Regions from separate parts of the Mus musculus genome. Here region 1 is linked to region 2. A link is a contact called in public HiChIP or PLAC-seq data. All regions are on one chromosome and are shown on one strand. The core of a region is the stretch at or near the end of the contact, and the rest is flanking DNA. Distances in the headings are between cores, read along the strand shown. Region 1 overlaps 2310043O21Rik (RIKEN cDNA 2310043O21 gene). Region 2 has its middle 24 kb from the start of G930009F23Rik.

Region 1 (3,653 bases), core at 448-2,947, 140 kb after region 2:
ACACCAGCTTTGCTAGGGGCTCTGAGGGACCAACTCGGATCCTCAGGCTTATTAGGTGAGCGGAGCTCTTTCCCCAGCATTTTCTGGTTTGCGTTTTCTTTCCATTTCTTCTGCATCTGACATAGCTACCCTGTGAGCAAACCTCAGCAAAACTTTGAGAAAAGTGAATCTGGCCTTTCTACACACACTGCCTTTTAGCCCCTCTCTAATGTGTGTGTGTGTGTGTGTGTGTGTGTGTGTGTGTGTGTTGCGGGGGTTGGGGCTGCATGGATGCATGCATCAGTGCATTGCTTTCTGCCTTATTGTCTCTCACTAGTTGGAACTTTGAGAGCTTGTGATTTCTGCTAGTCTGGCTACCAGTGAATTCCCAGGATCTACCTGACTTTATGCCCCATGCATGTGCTCACAGCTCTGCCTGGCTTTACATGGGTGCTGGGGATTCAAACTCACGTTCTCCTGTTTTCACCAACAGTGTTCTTACCCACTAAGCTGCCGCCTCAGCCCCTTCTCTCTGATCTGAGTTTCTGTGTGTGACAACCACCCCACAACTCCTGCCAGACCCTGATAATCTCTCCCAGCTATTGTCCAAAGCATTGTCCAACCATATCACGACTGTTTTCCTTTTTCTAACACACACACACACACACGCACACACACACATGTGCACACATACACACACACACACACAGGCACAGAATTCTTGTTTGTTTGTTTGTTTGAAACAGTGTCTCACTATAACATGGCTGACCTGTTAGTCATTATGTGGCATTTAGGTTGGCTGTAGAGTGCTGGAAATTATAGTCTGCCACCATGCTTGGTTTCTTCTGATTTATTTCTAACCCTCTGGCTCCCTGGAAGTCATCTCTGGCTTGCATCTTCCTAGCTAAGACTCAGGGAATATGAGTGAATATTGACTTCATAAACTGGTTATTTAGAGTCATTAAACACAATGTTTGGAAATATGAATCTGGCACTGATTTAAGAGTTAGAAACTCAAGGAGGAAGAAGAGATCCTCACCATAAAGGTCTCTTAGTCATTTCACATAGAGAGGATTATAGAACCAGGACCACATGGTAGTCCATGTGACCCCAGCCTCTGGGAATGCTCAAGTAGGAGGGTCACAAGTTTGAAGCCAACCTGGGAAACTTAGAGACTATTCCAAAATAAAATAAAATGTCAAAGTCATGGAGATTGATCGATATTAGGGCACTTGTCTAACATGCACGACGCCCTAGGTTTTGTCCACACACACACACACACACACACACACACACACACACTATAGGATGATGTGGGACATTTCATAGAACCAAGAAGAGACGAGTCAACTAGTTTCTGAAAGAAAAAGGTGTTAGGAAGGGTTCCTAAGAGGCGCCTCACAGGATGAGGCAATATAAACAAGGCTTAGCCTTCTATGGTGACGAGAACAGCAGTGTCTGCAAGACCAAAGGCTTGATGGGAAGAAAAAGCCCCCACTCCTGTGCCCCACTCCTGTGTTCACTCGTGTCTGGGTGCGAATGTTCCTACCTGTGTAAGCATGTGAGCACCTGTGTGTGATCCTGAGCCTTGACTGGTGCCAGGTGTGCTCAGCAGCGAGTGGCAATCGAGGGAGAGGAGCCTCCGGGAAGGGGAAGTCAGCGTCCTAGAATATCAAGTGCTGCACCTGGGCAGAGACCCAGGGCTGAACACACCCACTCACCACTCACATGGCAGCTTCTTGAAAGCCGTTGGGCCTGAGCCAGGCTCCGCGGTGCCCAGGGAGGAGAAGGAGGTGAGAGGGTGAGTTAACATTTATTGTCCACACTTCAGGACAAGGGTCTCTGCTATTGCAGTTTACTCTCAAGGCCACTGAAGACATAACCCCAGCTTCCGACCGCAGATAAGAAAACAGGCACAGAAAAGTCAGAGTCATTTCACACAGACCCAGTAGAACCAGAAACAAGTTCCTCAAATTCAAACCACTGAGCACTAAGGAGATGAGATTTCAGAAATGTGACCTTTGCTGGAGAGTGACAGGAAGTCCCTGGAGATTAGGGCACATTTATAGGCAGAGAGAAAGTCACCTGGAGACACGGAGCAATGATTAGCAGAGCAAGGTTCAGGAAGATAAAGCCAGGCCCTTTGGCAATCAGACCTCTGAGGCCGTGCTTACAGCGGAACCCAGAGAGAGAAACCAGGTGAAGTGGCCTTTGTAAAGAGGGGCCACCATTATGGCAGATTGGTGGCCATGGCTGTCGGCAGAGACAACAGAAAACAGATGTATCGTCAGGACTCTCTAGAGAAATGGAGCCAAGATCGGGAAGAGGGCATGTTGAACCCAGGAGAGGAAAGGGTTCAAGTCCGAATGGAGGCATAGGGAAGAACTACTGGTTCACTTTAAGTCCAAAGGCAAGGAGAAACCTGAAAGCTGACCAAGCAGGAGCAGCTTCAACGGATTCAGTGAGGCCCACACAGGTTAGATCGTTCCAGTAGTTCACTGTTTACCGTGTCTGCATTCAAATATTATCTTGTCAGGATGTCCCCAGTCACACCAGCGTAATGCTTTACCGAAAGTCTGCTCATTGCTGGCACAGTCTACACACTCAACAAACCATGGCGAGAGAGCGTGCGCGCACACACGAAAGAGAGAGAGGGGGGAAGAGAGGAGAGAGAGAGAGAGAGAAAGAGAGAGTGCTTGGAGGGGCAAGAGGGCTCTGGCAATGGTCCTGACAAGCGACAGGGCCTTAGACCAACTTCAGCCGATCGATCATCCAAGAGCAGGCAGGCCTGCTCCAACATCACATCCCTTCCAAGAGTAGGTTCCAAGCTCCAGTTGGTAAATTATTTACAATTTTTATTATTAGCCAGAAAAGGTGCCTGTTTTCTGGCTGACATTTAATGACTCTGAGTCTTGCCAACCTTAACTCTCACCTTCTGTCAGGTACAGGATACACGTGGCCAGCCCTGCTGAGTGCCTGACCCCTGGACCTTCCCACACACACTGCACCAATGTGGTGGCTGAGTGGCTCTGGGACCTGGCTCGTCACTGTCTCTCAGAGAGTCAGAGCCAGAATTTATTCGTTTGTTTGTTTATAGACAGGGTCTCGTTATGTAGCACTGATTAATTTGGAGTCTTTACGTAGACCAGGCTGGACTTGAACTTGTCGACAAACTGTCTTTGCCTGCTGATGTTGGAATTGCAATTGTGCACCACCACGCCCAGCTGAAGACAGAGTTAAGTCCACCATCGATTAGAGCCTGAGACCCACAGCTTACCCTCGATACGCTCACAAGAAGCCAACCCTTAAATTACATTTCTTCTTAGAGGGGCAGGGACCAGGGGCATGGTTCTGTGGACGGAGGCCCTTGCTATACCGTCGGAACACTGTTCAAGCACAGCGTCATGAGTGAGGAATTCTGAGTGCTTGTGAGAAGACTCATCTCAGTGTCTTCAAAACATAGAACTGTTCTTGGAATGTGTTTCTGTGCGCCCCTCCCCCCAGGCATAGCAGACAGGAATGAGTTTACTTCAGCTGTTGCTATTCATGTGCCTCTGTGGGAAAACATGCTTCAGTCACACGTGGCTTGTCCTGGTGATCACACACCTTATCACGATAATCTTCTGAACCTTAAGACTGTAAAGTGCCTGGTGCTCTGAGTAGTGTTAGCTGTT
Region 2 (3,261 bases), core at 531-3,030:
AGTTATATGTTATGTTGATTGTGGCTCTTAACAGCTGAAATTATTTGTTCAGAGTAATCTAGGTAGAAGAGCTCACTTAAATGGACCCTTTAGGCCTAGAAATGTACACAGCAACATGGTGTATTAATTTGTTCCTTGTTATTTTTTGTTGGGGAAATGAACCACAGCTCTTTCCTCAGCTGTAATGTGTGTCTGGGGGCTTATGGGTGAATGGATCTGTTGATGTTGGGGTTTTTTTGTTTTTTGTTTTTTGTTTTTTGTTTTTTTTTTGGTTTTGTTTTTGGTTTGGTTTGGTTTAGTTTTGGGTTTTTGAGACAGGGTTTCTTTATGTAGCCCTGGCTGTCCTGGAACCCTCTCTGTAGACCAGGCTAGCCTCAAACCCAGATCTGTTTGCCTCTGTCTCCCAGTGCTGGGATTAAAAGTGTAAGTCACCATGCCCAGCTGTTTTTTACCTATATTTTATATCTATATTTTTATTTTACTAATTTGTTTTTGAGACAGTGTTTCACTATATAGCCCTGGAAGTCACTATCTAGATCAGACTGTTCTTGAACTCACCGAGATCCACCTGCCTCTGAGTTTGAGTGCTGACATTAAAGGTGTGATCCCTGATATCAGGCCTTTATTTTTATTTATGTGGGTGTCTATGTCCATATAAGTCTATGCCAAGTATGTGCCAGTGCCTGTGAAGACCAGAAAAGGGTGTTATAGGAGGTTGTGTGTGGTTATAGGCGGTTGTGTGTGGCCCAAGGAGGATGGAACTAAACTCAAGTTCTCTGAAAGAGCAGAAACCACTCTTACCTGCTAAGCTATCCTTTCAACCCATTTTGATTTTTAAAAAAGATTTATTGAAGATATTTATTTTGTGTGTATGTATGCATGCATGTATCCACACACATGCATGTCACAGAGCACATGTGAAAGTCAGGTCTCTCCTTCTATCCTGTGAGTCAAGGGGATTGTACACAAATCAAATCATCAAGCTTTGTGGCAAGTGTCTTAACCACTGAGCCACATTGCTGGTCCAAGTCGTATTGCTGTGATGACTATTTCTATAAAGATGAACACTTGTGATTTTCACTTTCTTCTATCTGGCTCTTTGCTCCTCCCATAGACTCAGTCCTGTAAGGGCTAGCAGAGAGCATAAGGGAAAGGCTTCTGCCTATAATCCTTGAACCCTGAGAGTTATACATATTGGGTTGGAACTAATGTCATGGGGTGTTATGAATTGCCTTGTAAACCAGGCAGAGTATTTGTGGGGGGCTTCAAATAAGCCCATGAAGGGAGTCGTTGTTGCTGGAAAGATGCCTGTATTTCTCAGAGCTCATGCCTCCATCAGAGACTTATTAGTTTTGGTTGGTTGGTTTTAGGTTTTTGGTTTTTGGGGACAGAGTTTCTCTGTGTATCCCTGGCTGTCCTGGAACTTACTCTGTAGATGAGGCTGGCCTCAAACTCGTAGATCGGCCTGCCTCTGCTTCCTGCCTTCTGCCTCCTGAATGCTGGGATTAAAGGCCACCACTACCACCTGGCAAGACTTACTAGTTTTAACCACAGCTGCGACAATAAATCTAGAGACCTGCAAACATATTGCCTAACTTCGTCTGTCAGTACCCAGGCTGTCTGAAAACCTTTTGATAGAACTTGAATCTATTTAGGCCAGCTTCCCAGCCCAGGGTTCTGTCCAGACAGCATTCACCAGGAAGCAACAGGCATGAGAACGCAGTCTATTGCCCACTAGGGTAAAAGCCACTGGGCCAGATGTCTCACCACGTGGACCACAGAGTAGAGCAAGGCAAGGGGTGGGGCACTGTCCACCCCACCTTGTCCCTGGCACACAGGGGTGCCTGATCCACAAGTCTGTTTGCCCTGAGAAACTGGGACCAAGCCAAGGGATACTCAGCCAGCACAAACAGGTAACAAGATCCTGCCTGCTCTGCCATCCAGTGGTAGCAAGCTGCTTACCTTCTGGTTATAGTAGCTCCTAGGCTCTGGTGTGCATTAGCTCACCTGACAAGAAGGGAAGTGGGAATTGAGAGAGGCAGATTCCTAGGCTCATACTCAAAGTTCTGAGACTGTGGAAGGAACTCACTTCAGGAAGAAGCAAGAGTCGGTTCAGACCACAATCTATTGGCCAGATCCCCCAGTGGATGTCATTAAAATACAGCCATTAGAAGTCAGGTGAGATAGGCCTGCAGGTGCAACAGTGGTGTCAGAGAGGGGTGCCCAAACCAACTGGATTGATGCTCACTCCACAGGAGGGAAGGCATGTGTAGCGCTGTAAACTTGGCCAAAAGTCTGTGACTGGAGAGATCATAGCTCTAGTGGGAAGCTGCTGTTATTGGTGCTAAATGGACATGGGTCTGTCAGACAGCCTTCTAAATCACTCTATGTATGCACATAGACTAGTGCTGCTGGCTGCTTTGGTCAGAGAGATTTCACAGTGGTCAGCAGTGACCACAAAGGCTGGTGTCCAGTCATAAATGGGGTGTCTGTGTCATCCCTTCCAAAGCTTGAGCACCATCTCAGGAGAAAGACCGAGAAGCAGAGGAGGTGAGCGAGGTGTGGGGCATGGATCTCCAGACATGGCATGGCCACTGCATTTTCAAACTCATAGCTGTGATTTCCTGCACAAGACCTTTGTGAGTCTGGTCCACAAACACCCTGCAAAGGAAGGGAGAGGGGACCCACTGGTCCCTAAACGGTTGATGAGAGAAGAAGAAGTAGTGTCCTCAGTAGTGTGGAAGCCACTGGTCAAGTGTTTCTGTATTCATCAGTGGAGCACACATCCATGCATGCATGTATGCATGTCCCCCTGAAGCCATGCCCAAATAGCCATAGATCTGCAGCCTCAGGTCTTCACTTTCCGTGTTGGGAGAACGGCTGGCTGCTCTTCCCCAGCTTCAGTCCAGTGGCAACTGGTCTCCCATGTCTAGTTTCCTGTCTCCCCTGACCTATGTCATACCTACTGGAACAGAGCTTCCATGAGAGCAGGGCCCTTGCTGTGTTCTCTGCAGCCTACCAGCGATTGACATGGTGCCCAGCACACAAAATGATATTATTTTGTTCCCACTTAGTTAACTAACGCAGGTGAATATAATGGTTTTTTTATGGAGGAATGAAGCTTGGGAACATGGATTGCTCAGCAGGTACAGACAGGGCCCTTCCTGGATTGCAAGGATCCCAAGGATTGCAAACAATACCGAGAAGCAGTAGATGCTGGTGAGGGTGTGAGCAACTGAGACTGTATACTTTGTTCCTGGG

What was found. HiChIP or PLAC-seq counts read pairs in DNA pulled down with a chosen protein or histone mark.
Region 1: a contact with region 2 is called in an H3K4me3 HiChIP or PLAC-seq map of intestinal crypt epithelium, with 5 read pairs. The contact joins two enhancer-like sites. A contact is called at or near these places in 3 of 484 Hi-C or Micro-C datasets (all in liver) and 2 of 115 datasets of contacts at active chromatin or transcription factors (intestinal crypt epithelium and pancreatic cancer cells).

What each region holds. Positions count from the first base shown.
Region 1 is chr15:38,565,669-38,569,321 of GRCm38.p6, forward strand. The region is part of intron 2 of 2310043O21Rik (RIKEN cDNA 2310043O21 gene); the gene reads right to left. It overlaps Gm41309 (a long non-coding RNA gene), which reads right to left. Exons shown (of 3, transcript XR_875194.2): 3 at 2,864-3,653. Among named protein-coding and RNA genes, the nearest start is that of 2310043O21Rik, 27 kb to the right of the region's middle. Within about 2 kb of position 1,698, at least 111 of the 459 cell types and tissues checked have an H3K27ac peak or open chromatin away from gene starts, as enhancers often do. A contact at or near this core is called in intestinal crypt epithelium, where this site is marked.
Region 2 is chr15:38,430,056-38,433,316 of GRCm38.p6, forward strand. No RefSeq gene overlaps it. Among named protein-coding and RNA genes, the nearest start is that of G930009F23Rik, 24 kb to the right of the region's middle. Within about 2 kb of position 1,781, at least 50 of the 459 cell types and tissues checked have an H3K27ac peak or open chromatin away from gene starts, as enhancers often do. A contact at or near this core is called in intestinal crypt epithelium, where this site is marked.